Regions from separate parts of the Hordeum vulgare genome. Here region 2 is linked to region 1. The links are chromatin contacts, called in public Hi-C maps. All regions are on one chromosome and are shown on one strand. The core of a region is the stretch at or near the end of the contact, and the rest is flanking DNA. Distances in the headings are between cores, read along the strand shown. Region 1 holds the start of LOC123431427. Region 2 holds the start of LOC123431437.

Region 1 (6,693 bases), core at 1,500-3,999:
GGCATTAGGGGAGATTTCAAGTACCAGAAAGAATGCCCGGAAATTGATTGGAATGCTCATACCATTTCATCCTCTAATCCACGTACCCATGAGACCGAACTTCAAGTTCGGAAGATCATTAATTTGCAACATCTTGCAAATAATCTGCCAAATTCATTTACTGATCTAAAAGGTGTTACAAAATCCTTAAATCCGGCTAGAAACGCGCCAGAAAGAGTGGAGGTACCAATAAAAACCACTCAACTCCCTGTTCCTAAAAAGAGGGGGAGTAGTATGACCTCTGACCTGGAGCTAGCTTCTAGCAAGCAGCAAAGGAAATCGAGGAGAAAGTCCTCAGAGTCAGTAAATGCAGGTCAACTCAACGTTGACAAACACCTGATGGGTAGTTCACACCCAGTGGAAGGACAACCTCCACAACCCAGCTCCAGTGTGCACAAACTGGCTGGAACATCGGAACACCCAGACTCAACCGTATTGGAAAATCACGAAGAGTCTCTAGGGGTGCAGGAAGTTTCTATCAACTATGTTGATGCTGAAGAATCATTTGACCGCAAGACTACGACTCTCGACATATATTTTGCTGAAAAGATTGCAGATACCCTTATCACTGATCATGATCCAAGGTCTATCGTCGACTGCCAAAAGCGCTCCGACTGGCCTAAATGGAAGGATGCAATCCAAGCAGAAATTGCCTCGCTTAACAAAAGGAAGGTATTCACTGAAGCAATACCTACACCCCCCAATGTTTTCCCCGTGGGATTCAAATGGGTTTTCCTCCGGAAACGGAATGAGAACAATGAGGTGGTGAGATATAAAGTAAGGCTCGTAGCACAAGGTTTTACGCAGAAACCCGACATTGATTTCAATGAAACATACTCTCCAGTAATGAGTGGAACAACTTTCCGATATCTTATATCTATGGCAGTACAAAATCGTCTATCCATGCAGTTGATGGACGTCGTGACCGCATATCTTTACGGGTCACTAGATTCGGACATATATATGAAGGTTCCTGACGAAATCTCCGTCCCGAATAACAGTGCAAAACGCAACATGTACTGTGTAAAGCTGAATAAGTCATTGTATGGCTTAAAATAGTCGGGACGGATGTGGTACAACCGACTAAGTGAGTTCCTTCTTCAGAAAGGTTACACCAATAGTGATGATTGCCCATGTGTCTTCATCAAGAAGTCCTCTACAGGATTTTGCATCATTTCTGTGTATGTTGATGATCTCAACATCATTGGCAGTGCACCAGACATTGATGACGCACGCAATCACCTAAAGATGGAATTTGAGATGAAGGATTTGGGTAAAACCAAATTTTGCTTAGGTATTCAACTTGAGCACCTTCCCTCAGGAATCATGGTACACCAAGCTACCTATATCCAGAAAATATTGGAGAAATTCAATATGGACAAATCCTATCCATCTAAAACTCCTATGGTGGTTCGATCTCTAGACGTAGAGAAAGACCCATTCAGACCGAGGGATGATGGAGAAGAGGTGTTGGGACCTGAAGTTCCATATCTCAGTGTAGTTGGAGCGCTTATGTATCTTGCAAATTGCACAAGACCTGATATTGCATTTGCAGTGAATCTACTTGCTAGATACATCGCATCTCCCACCAAACGACATTGGTCTGGAGTAAAGAATATCTTTTGATATCTCCAAGGCACAAAGGATCTTGGCCTATTTTTTCAGTTCCACCAAAATCTGGACTCTGATATGATTGGGTATGCAGATGCCGGTTATTTGTCTGATCCCCGTAATGACAGATCTCAGACCGGTTTTGTGTTCCTACATGGTGGTACAGTTATATCATGGAAGTCTTCCAAACAGACTCTAGTGGCTACATCTACCAATCATTCTGAAATAATTTCATTAATTGAAGCGTCATGTGAATGTGTATGGCTTCGCAGAATGATAAACCACATACAACAACCATGTGGAATTGGTTCTATTGAATCACCCACCATTATCTATGAGGATAATGCGGCATGTGTTGCACAGATGCAGACAGGATATATCAAGAGCAATATCACTAAGCATATTTCTCCTAAATGGTTTTTCCCCCACAATCTTCAGAAAAGCGGGGAAATAAGCATTCTGCAAGTCAAATCATGTGACAACATTGCTGATTTGTTTACTAAGTCTCTACCAAACTCAACATTCCAGAAATATGTTCACGGAATTGGTATGCGACGACTTAGAGACTTGCAGGCAACAGGGGGAGTATCTTCTTGAGATATCCTTGTTCAATAACATCACATTATGCTATCTCTTTGTGAGTTTATATTTCAGGTTTTCAACAAAGTCTTTATGAAGAACTTTTGAAGAAGAGTTTTTGATGATAAAGCTTCCCGGACAATCATGAAGATGACTCCACATGGTCAAACGTAGATTAGGGGGAGTGTTAAAACTAATTACATAAATTAGGGGAAAATCTCCTCTTGATGTAACCGCTCGAGCGGTTTCCTCCCGCACGGACGTCTCTTTCCTGACTCCCTGGAACCGACGCATCTCCTCTGTGTCGTCGCGTCTCTCCAGGAGTTATATATACTCCCTGTAACCATCGACAATGATAGATCAATCACTTTGATTAAGTTTCAAGAATTATGGGACGGATATCACCATTGTACATGTCTTTATGACACCTTGATTGTCACCCATCATTTTATAATAATAATAAGATAATAAGAACAAGAAAAATAAAAGAAAACTTCTCACGGTTCGTTTTCGTTACACGTAGGCATCAGACCTTGCTACCTTCCACCGACTTCATCATCTCAACTTCCCAATCCCACCCGTTCCCCCTTAGCCCCACGCCACCGCCGTCTCCTCGCCGGCGATGGACCCGCTGCCCCCTTCGCCGGTGAACTGGGACTCGCTCGACGCTCTCGTGCTCGACTTCGTCAGATCCGATCGCCTCATCGCCCCTCCTGCCTCCCCATCGCCGCCCTCATCCCCATCCTCCTCCACCACCACCGCCACCTCCTCATCCCCATCCACCTCGACCTCCTCGTCCTACTGCTCGCGCATCCTCATCCGCCGGGCCCGTCGCGCGCTCGAGGCTGGTGACGTCGACGCCGCCCTCGCGCTCCTCCGAGCTCACGCCCCTGCCGCGCTACTCGACCACCGCCTCCTCTTTCACCTACACAAGCAGGTACCTAAACTCTTGTCTGTTCTCTCTCTCTCTCTCTCTCTCTCTCTCTCTCTCTCTCTCGTTTTATGTTTTCCCACACGCAGGCAGGATGTCAATTGTGTTGTTGTGCAGAGATTCGTGGAGCTGGTGAGGAAGGGTACGGAGTCGGACAGGGAGGCGGCGCTCGACTGTCTCCGCACAGCTCTCGCACCCTGTGCTCTCGACGCCTACCCTGTGAGTGCTGCATCGACCCTCTTTCTCTCACCTTAAGAGCCCCTGAATTGATTGATTATTGCATTTGCGTTGGTTTCCTATTGGGTATACTAGTCTGCATGTGTCCGGTTGGATCACATGAATTCTGCGCGAACCTTGTCTGGAACGTAGGACTTTGGTAGCAAGTTTGCAGCATTTTGTATCCTATAGGGTTTCTTTGAGCAAATATATTGGAACAAGATGCTGCAACAAACTGTTTTTTACCACTTTCACTAAATTCCTTCGTACAGCTGTACTTCTGTTTTCCTACAAGCACCGTGAAAATAGAATTGAATTACTAGAGGCCTGTGCACTATGCCATCTTCCTATTTCAGAAGGTTTCAGTGTTTATTAACCTAATTTCCAGTTTTTTCCTTCTCCAGCCTGGGAGGGCAAATTTCAGATCTATTAGACACTCACATATTGAACACAAATACTGAAAAGGTAGAGGGTAACTTTGCATCATTCCAGTAATGAGCTGTTGTGAATTAGGGGTAGAAATCCATCGTGCAGAGGACGACTTGATGTACAATGACACTACCTGAAGGATGTCATTGCTTGCGTGTCTGTGCTAGGCTAATTTATTAACAGAGTACTTCAAATGTCTCTGAATTGCTGTGTTGCAGATGCTGCATCTCAGCTTGCTGTTGCTCCTGTCGGCCCTAACTATTGTTGTGTCCGATGTCCACTGCCCACAATTGAGGATGCATGTGTTTTAGCTAAACTGATATGTCATACCTTTAATGTGAACTTTCCTGTGATATATATATTTTACTTTACTATCATCGAGTTCCTACATATTCGTATACAGTCACCTTTATTTTCTGTCATGCATATTCATTGTTTTCATTTGAATCTTGCATAATGAATATTGGTGTGTCGGTATGTTCCAAAGGAAGCTTACGAGGAATTCAAACATATACTGCTGGTTTTAATATATGACCAAGATGATCAATCTTCCCCGGTCGCCAATGAGGTATGCACAATCCTAACTGTCCATATACACTTTTTAAGAATAATTATAAGGCAGCTTAGATTTTCTTTTCATTTATCTTTGAGCATATCTAGTTCTTTAGGTAGCGATTTAGAGGTCCCTTTTCTCTATTACTAGACTTGAGAGAGGAAATGAAGCTTTAATTGTCCATGTAAAGTAAGGATTCTGAATTATTTCACTTGTCCAGATAGCTTTCGACTGCTTTTGTTTCATGACAGTTTTGTGTGTATAACTAGAGCAGCTTTAAGATTGACCTACTCATGCTATTAATTGCTATGTTTGTTGCTTTGTGGAACCTCTATTTTTGGATGGGAGAGTGCTATTTTACATCTCCAGCTTTATTGCAGGGTGTTTGGTTGGGCTTTTACTTGGCTTTTGCACTTTGGCTTATAAGCCAAAAAAGCACCTATTTAGGTGCTTTTGGCTTTGGCTTTTTGCCTATTTAGAGACAGAAGCCAAAAGTCAAAGCCGAAAACCCCTAAATAGGAGGTTTTCTTTGGCTTATAAGCCAAAGTGCAAAAGCCAAGGAAAAGCCCAACCAAACACCCCTGCAAGCTGCTACTTTTTGATATATGGCCTAATTCTTCCTGTTGAAATTCTTTGCTCGGCAGTGGTCTATAATGAGGAGATTTGAACTTGCTGGGTTGCTATCGTCCATATTAAGAGCTCATTTACAAGCTTATGATCCTATTCTCTCCATGTCCTTAAGATACTTAATAAGGTACTTCATATGTTACATCCTCATCTTGCCTAACATAGGTTGCTGGGCTACTTCCTCATTGTCTGACAATCTTACATCATTTTGTAAAGCATTCACAAATTATTTTGCTCGCGCCAAGGAATTTCATCACCTATATCTGATCTGACTGAGCGGCTATTATTTGAGGATCGTGATCCACCTGCAGTTACTCAGGAATGTTCAGTAGAAGCACCACCATTTGATGAGGCAAGTCTTGTTGGTAACTTCTATTAATTATACTGTACTATGCTCCATATGCCAGCTTTTAATAATCAACTCTTAGGTTGATGTTCAAGCCCTGGCACATGCGGTTGAGTTGACAAGACAAGGCGCTATCGACAGCTTGAAGTTTGCAAAAGGAGATTTGTATCAAGCATTTCAGGTCTTATTACCAAATAAATTGAGTATAAACTAGTATTTATCTATGAATATAGATATTTGTGTTACCACTTCCATTTCAAATACCTGTCAAAGGGATAAAAATGTTTTGGATTTTTTTGCATGTGTATAAGCTGCACCTTTAGTTAGTTCTTACTCCTTCAGATGGTTTGTCAATCAAAGCACTATTTTACTGGCTGGAAATATATATTTAAGATAAAGTTCATTTTACAGTCTTGAACTGCCCTTTAAGTCCAGAAAACAGCTACTCTACGGGTGTGTTTGGTTGGGAACCAACTGGAATGGAATCCCATGGTTCCATTCCAGAGGAACGGGGTCAGTTCCATTCCTGTGTTTGGTAGGGGCAGAAAGGTGGAATTGATTTCCGTTCCTATGTTTGGTGGGAAAGGTAGAATGTGAAGAATCTAGTTTGGCTCAGCTTTTTTCAATTAGACATCATATAATTCAAATATAGCTTCAGCATAACATCATGCACAAAGACCTAGTACTGAAAACACTTGTAATTGATTGTAAATTGTAATATTCAATTGCCAATTGGTGTGAGATGTGAGCTACAGAATAATTTGTACTTCCCCACAAGTATGGTTAAAAGTGTTACCAACATCCGCTAGAAGCCGGAACACAAGTTTTGGGAGTACTTGCTTTCCTGTTAACAAATCATTACTTCACCACGGATTCTCAAAGGAAAGTTACTGTGGGCAGCCCTTTATGCCTAAAATACCGAAGAATTGCATTATCTCAGCATTGGCTATTTAGGTTTGCTGCTGAGTCGTGTCGTCTTGGCCATGGTAGAATCTTCTTCACCAGATGTGTGCCATTCCGGACTTAGAGATATGTGTTCTGCCTGCTGCCATTAGAGATATATATTAGCGTCCATTAAGTAAATCTGAAAATTCAAATCATGGTATACAGTAGTTCTAGTAAGCTTAAATCAACATGTCTTGAAAAGAAAGGACTGTTTAGTAACTTGAGTGTATAACCAGGCATGAACATCATATAGATCTCTTCCTCCCTCCCTCCCTCCTCCCTCCCTCCCTCCCTCCCTCCCTCCCTCTCAAGGACATGAACAGGAGGCACAAGCTAGAACATATACAAGGGGGAGGAGGGGAGGTTTGTACCTCCAGGAGAAGAAGCAGGTGCTTCGCCTGTTCTTCTGCCTGTAGC
Region 2 (7,074 bases), core at 3,032-5,531, 770 kb after region 1:
GCTTTCTTTCACAAGCTAAATTTACTTCACTGTCAAACTGCATACTAACTGTATCCAACATCTTCGTAGCGAAAAATGCAATACAGTGCATTTCCCTACCCGAGACAAACTTGTCCCTGCAGGAAACCATACAAGAGGCTCATAGTATATATGTACACCTTCAGACTTCCTTGTAGCTAAGTACGTATAATTGCTAGTAATAAGCTCCACGCGCGGTTGATCTGTAATTCTCTTCCATCGACCATTTGCCAATATCCAAAGAGAAACAGAATTCGGTTCAGGCGTTCAGGGACCAGTCGTAGTCCTGGTAGGCGATGCTGATCGGTCCGCCGTCGTTGAGGAGATGCGTCAGGAGTCCGGCTTTGGTCGGGTCCAGGTAGTTGAGGATCCACCTGAGGATGTCCCTGTCCTGCCCGAAATCGGCGCTGTACCTGCACAGCACAGAGCAATCGCCGGTCACCAACTCTCCATGAACTTGAAACATGCATCTGCCCATGAACTCTCCATTTTAGAAGGTAGATTCATTCATTTTATTCCGTATATAGTTCGCGGTGGAATTTAGGAACGAAAGGAGTAGCAGAGTAGCTGCAAGCTCTCAGTACCATTTGACGATCCTGGTGAGGTGGACGGTCCGGGTCTCGAGGTCGATCTCCACGCCGCCGTCGAGGAGGAACTCCCTGGCCGCGTGCCGGAGCTCCGGCTCGACGCCCTGCGTGGAGTAGAACCGCACGGTGGGGCTCGACCGCGTCGCGTTGCACAGCGCGAAGTGCACCAGCGGGTTCACCTTCGTCTCCGCCAGCTGCACCGAAACCATGTTTTTCACGGCCAGAACAAAACAAAGATTGCAGCGCGAGCGGAGAGCATTCGGCGATCTCATTCTACGGTATTCCAGACATGATCAAGACGACAACGCTCGGACGGTGTGTGCATGTATCTACATACCTCGAGCCTCTTATCGGAGGCGCCGAACGGCTTGATAATGGTGTAGGGCTGCCTCCGGTTGGAGCGGAGGATGCCGTTCTTGATGGTCGTGAGGGAGTATGGGTACCCGCCGACGACATACTGGAAGTCGGTGAAGAAGGAGCGGCGGTCGATGGCGCCCGCCGGCTGGCCGGTCCTGATGACGGCGTGGATGGCCATGGCGTTGTGCAGGTTAAGGAAGAAGGAGAGGCGCTCCCCGGCGGGCAGGGCGAAGACGTCGGCCCGCTGGAGGTCCCTTGCCAGGTTGGCGTACCTCCTGAACTCCTCGCTGGCGGCGACGCGGGCGTAGTCGAGGCGGCGGTGGTCGTCGGAGGCGTAGGCCTCGAGGATGGCGACCATGATCTTGGTCATCCTCTGGCCGACGGCGGCGGCCGGCTTGGGCTCGCCGTCGTTGGTGGAGCCCCTGAAGTTGTGGTACCTGGGGACGGCCGGGTCGTGCTCCAGGAAGCGGTACAGGCTCTGGCTGCCGTCCTCGAAGTCGTTCTCCCTGCACGCGGCAAATGCAGGCATATCCATTCAGTCACTCATTCATTCATTGATCACTGGAAATTCGCAAGGCACAGACGGAGCCTGGGTGCGTGCTCGGGTGAAATTGAGAGTGATGCACTGCACACTAACCTGAAGACATGGTGGATGAAGTGCTTTCTCGCAAGTTGTTTGCCGATCTCCACAGCCTACATACAAGCAATAAAAAGAGTTTATTTATTATTGTCTTACTTAATTGATCGATCGGGGAAGAAATTAGCGTTCGAATTATACGTCAACGGGACAAGCTAAGGCCGTTGAATCGATCGCTTGGGCGTGAAGGACCAACCGTTGTTATCCCAAACAAATTTTACTCTAAGAGAAGGCGCGAAGTAGACCGAGGCCAAGGACAATGACAGCGACGGCAACAGTGTTGCAAGTCAAATTAGGGGGCATGCATGCATGCACTGGATCGTGTCGTAAGCAGCTGGGTTGGGTCGGTGCTTAAGCACCAAGAACGTACGAGTAGCAGTGGGTGTGTCACGCCCGGATTTCTTTCGGTCGTCCACCCCACTAATCAATCACGAGCCCGGCACTAATTTTCTCCAACCCGGCCAAAATCTGATCACATCTTCCAGCACGCAGGCCCAATCAGGGAAGTACGCAGAAGCACCGCTGCTCACGAAGATTGCACCGAGTTTGCCTCAAGAAAAAAACGAAGATTGCACCGAGGGAAGGGTGTCTGTCGTGTGATGCTCAGCGACGTGGTCGGCACAAAATCACACCACCAGCGGCGAGCACGCACGACCAGTTCAATCCGAACCAGCGTGGTCAAAGAAGGGCCCACCTGCAAGTGACTTGCACCGTTGCCATCGCCGAGAGAGACACGCAGTGGCCGAAACGATCAAGGAAGGAAGCAGTGCATATGTACGCACGCCCGGGCGGCGCAACGAGCCGGCCTCGATTGGGTGAGTGGGGTGGGTCCCGTTGCCAACCATCGACCGAACCGTCCGCTTGCACGGTTCCGTTGCCGGTTGCGGCGCGGGAAATGATACGAGAGCACGGCACGGCACGGCACCACGTAATCCTAGGAGTTCCACTTTCATGGCCAGGCAGATTGGACCCGAGCTTGTGTGCTCCTTGGATCGACGCCATCAAAGTTGGAGCTGTCTGCTGATTTACGCAGCATCTTATCTCAGTCAATTTCTAAAGTTCGGCATTTGGCGACGCTGAATGGCGGTCGATTCTCTCTTCACCTACAGCGAGCTTTCTGCTTTTCTGAATTAATTAGGCATGAATTGTAAATGTGCTCAATATTGACAAAGCTGTATCCGAAACAGATTCTCGCGAGTAGTAAAGTGGAGGCGATGAAGACTATGCAGTGCTCTCGACCATCGGTTTGATATAAACTGGGAAGCTCATCTTCTTCTAGTATATGCCCAAGCTTTGCTTCGGCTAAACTCCCTTTTCACCGTCTAGTAATTGTCCACTTTTCCCTAAACAACAACTCGGGTACTGGTATTAACTAGACTAGAATTCACACCCAAGACCATTCATGCAAGGATAAACAAACAACGATCGCAGATTCACAATAAAAAGTCAAACGAAACAGAAGCAGGCAGTAATAATCTACTAGTGCAAATCACCTTGTTCCTGCTGCACTCCAAGTGGTTGACGATGCCGTCGACCATGTCGGCGCCGGAGAAGCAGTTCTTCACGAGCTTCACCCTCACGAACCGGTCCTGGATGGGCAGCCGGTGCCGGAGCACCCTCACGATGCCCACCATGGCGTCCTCCCTCTCCTCCTCCATGCCGGCGTCGAACCCGTACACGGGCACCCTCGGCGCCGCGTCGGGGCACCGCCTCCCGGCAAGCTCGCGCACGCGCCGGTCGAACTCGCCGCTGTTGCGCAGGGAGTTGAGCACGACGAGCCCGCCCAGGAGCTTCTCGTTGAGGAAGATCTGGGGCACGCGCGCGGCGGCGCCGGCCCGGGACGCGAGGTCGTCCTCGCGCTCCGGGAACACGTCGAGGTTGATCTCCACGTAGGGCAGGCCCGACTGGCGGAAGAAGGCGCGCACGGCGGCGCAGTCGCGGCAACCCGAGCGGGAGAAGAAGCTGACCCGGCCCTTGATGTGGCTGCCCGACAAGGAGTGGCCGTAGCCGTCGTCCTCCTCCGCGTCGGCGGCGATGGCCTCCTTGAGGCGCACCGTGACCTTCACGTTGGGCAGGTGGATCTCCTGCACGCCGTAGCAGGCGTCCCCCGGCGCCGGGGCCGACGACGTCTCCTTGAGCGACGAGATGCGGCGGTTGATGGCCGAGGACAGCACGTCGCGCCGGTCGCGGAAGAAGCGCCCGATGGACGCCACGTCCACCACGGCCGCGGCGGAGTTGGGCCGCTCCACGTGCCCGTGCGGCGCCGGCGTGGATGCCGCTCTGGTCAGGGACAGGCCGGGCGGCGCCTCTGGCTGCGGGAGGTGCGACGGCGGGCGGAGCACCACGCCCTGCAGCATCTTGCGCGCGTAGTACACGTCCGTGCCCTCGCCCGCGTCGGTCCCGGCCCGCGGATCGTCGCATCGACGTTTGACGGCGGCCGGATCGGGAGCGGCGGTGGGGTGGACGTGGTGGTGGCGGTGGGGCGCGGGCGGCATGGCCTGCACGAGGGTCTCTTCTCCCATGCTTCCTCTCCTCTCCCCTCGGGCCCTGGGTTTTACGGGACGGAACGGAACGGGAGGGCAACGGTATTTTTCTTTCCTTTTGTTTTTCCTCCGCCGCTGCTCCTGTAACGGGATTTGGGATTTCCTTTCGTTTCTGAGCGCGGCGAGGCGAACGAGGAGGAAGGAACGGGGGGTGGTGGGGGTTTAAGAACGAGCTGCTGGGCCGTCCATGACGCACGGCCGATGGACCCGGCGCACGGCGCCGCCGGCGTGTGACGTGTGGGCCCGGGGGGCGCCGTGAACCGCGGGAAGGTTTCGAAGGGAAGGAAGGAGTCGTGGCCTGATTTGGGTTGGTTTGTGTCATTCTCCGGGGTCGTGTTGATCGGCGAGGTCAGTTTGGACGAGCAGGGCTCCGTCGGGCCGTCGTGCACGGTGGGATCGGGCCGGGTTTTTTCCGTTTTCTCGCGACCGAGATCTCACAAGTCACATGGCACTACCACCGCAATGCTACTCGAGTTGACCTTGTGTGGGGCAGACGGGTCAAGTGAGCTGTGTCTGTGGCTGTGGACCTGAGGCCACAGTTCTTCTAGGCCGTCTGGTACTACGACGACTGAACGCGTGACAGAGATCACACCAGAGGGCAGACGGCCTCGATCTGCACCGGACGGACCCGCCTGGCCGGCGAACGGCGTACCGCGAAAGGAGTCGGACGTGCGACGGGATTTTCCACTTGGCGAAGCATCGACGAAATCGTCCAAATCCAAACGATGCCGGTCGTTTTCACGCGACGGCGCGAGTCGGCATCTGCATCTGTATCGGGTTCATCGGAGGCCCGGACGAGGCCAAATGCATCATCATAGGCAGCGCGCGACCTGAAGGGGGCATGAGCAACGTCCGTCGTCAGAGCTACTAGTCGTCCGAGTATTATACGTGCAGTGGGTGTGAAGAGTATGGACATGCCGCTACCAATCTGAATCACCGATCCTTCCTTCCTTCCTACACGTACTAAAGAGCGGATAAACAAATGCGACCACGTCCAGCTACGTTGCCATTTGGTTCCATGTTAAATGCTTCCCAAAGCTGACTCTTTCAAGATGAATATGCTTCTACCAACAAATGCAAGGCGTATCTCTCTGAGTATGACCAAGTAGTCTGATGAATGAATTATCCCTTCGGGAAACTTGCTGAATGCAAGAAAAGAAAAAACGTCTCTACTCTCGCTTGGAATTGGATCACTTGACACATACAAAGTCAACGGGCACGAGCATGCTCTGCTCCCCTCCTGGGCCTGGTGACGCCGACCGGTGTCGAAAGCAGGCTCCATCGTCGAACCCTCCACGCCTGTAAAAGCTAAGAGTTGTTGAAGCTTAGAAGCGAATTCAAGACCATTTCCATTGATAGCAAGACAGAAGAAAGATGGCACGCTCCGGGGTCCTGACCCGTCTCGCGGTCACGGGCATGCGATTGCATGCGTGCGCGCAAGAACGGTTCAATTCTATTTGGACGTGTCTTCGACATCAACACGCCAATTGGTGAAACCACCTCTTTATTTTGTTTGTATGCTGATGATATATATAGACTTGTGCCCCTGCTGATTCACAGTCTCTTATCTGGGGTTTTCAGGTTCACGATGAATGACCCCTACTTGCAGGATAAAATATCGCTGACTCACGGTGATTGCGATCGTGATCTTCCGCCCCTGTGTTTTCCTTTTTGTGTGGTCTATTTCCATGTATTTGGACCATATCTTCAAAGACATGGTCAAGCACTTGAACATCATGGACGATAATGAATGACACACCAATAAAAACAAGGTAATGATCCTCAAAAATTAAAAAACAAGGTAACAATGTAAGATGTGCACACAATTTTAGACATCGTTTGACAGTTGTATGCAGTAGTAGTGTATTACTCCCTTCCTTACTAAATATAAGTCTTTTTCCCTCTTATTTCACAGATAAGGCAAATCTTTTGCCTTCATTTAAAAAAAAGTCTTTTAGAGATTTCATTACGAATTATATGTGAAACAAAATGAGTGAATTTATACTCTAAAATATGTCTATATACATTCGTATGTAATCTGTATTAGTATCTTTAAAAAGAGTTATATTTAAAAACAGAGTGAGTATCAATTACCACATAATATGGATGGGAACGGATCAGATGTGATGTTGTTCTTACCACTTTGATTTTCATATGCCAACGGGGATGTTACCGGATATGAATGCATATCAGAAGTTACTTCAACACATATCAGAATGTTTACTCGGATTTGAAACGGATACTTATAACATGTTTCTTTTTTTGAATACTTATAACATTGACATATTAGTTCAAGAAAATAAGTCAATGACTATATGATATAAAATAATCAACATGCAACGTATAGTAAGTTAATAATAGACGGATTTTCGAATAAACACTAAATACTACCCCCCTCCGTTCTTAAATATAAAACCTTTTAAAGATTACACTATGAACTACATACGGATGTACATAGACATATTTTAGAGTATAAATTTACTCATTTTGCTTTGTATGTAGCCTCCTAGTGGAATCTCTAAAAGGTCTTATATTTTGAAACGGAGGGAGTATAATGCATACTAACTCCTAAGTTTTATCATACAAAAAGTATTTTTAGATATTTTTTTAGGCTTTTATTGTGGATAATTGCAATGTTCAGGTTAGAATTCCTCAATTAGCTCATTGAACTTATTCACATATGTCTGCTTTCCTATCCATATTTATGTCCAAATTCCATCTCATATTTGTATTTGTGAAACAAATTCGGATATCTTCTATTTACGTTCCCATTTGGTCAAGATGTCAATGTTTCGGATAGAAACACAAAATTTCACAAATACACGTTGCTCCTGTATCACATTCATGGGACCAAATAGATAGTCCAATCGTTGGTGCCAGCATCAGTCCGATTTACAGTGTTGATAAGCTCAGATTACCTCCAGCGATCAAA

The links. Hi-C and Micro-C count contacts between places; a contact is called where the count stands out from the background.
Region 2: a Hi-C map of leaf shows a contact between it and region 1, with 2.9 times the contacts expected there. The contact joins the promoter of LOC123431437 here to the promoter of LOC123431427 in region 1. A contact is called at or near these places in 2 of 6 Hi-C or Micro-C datasets (leaf and seedling) and 1 of 1 datasets of contacts at active chromatin or transcription factors (embryo).

Annotation. Positions count from the first base shown.
Region 1 is chr1H:288,906,487-288,913,179 of MorexV3_pseudomolecules_assembly, forward strand. It overlaps LOC123431427, which reads left to right and starts at 2,750. Exons shown (of 12, transcript XM_045115207.1): 1 at 2,750-3,166; 2 at 3,278-3,379; 3 at 4,293-4,373; 4 at 5,003-5,112; 5 at 5,202-5,337; 6 at 5,414-5,512. The coding sequence starts at 2,852.
Region 2 is chr1H:289,670,351-289,677,424 of MorexV3_pseudomolecules_assembly, forward strand. It overlaps LOC123431437, which reads right to left and starts at 4,282. Exons shown (of 5, transcript XM_045115213.1): 1 at 3,093-4,282; 2 at 1,600-1,655; 3 at 943-1,468; 4 at 603-799; 5 at 7-431. The coding sequence starts at 4,121. The coding sequence ends at 278.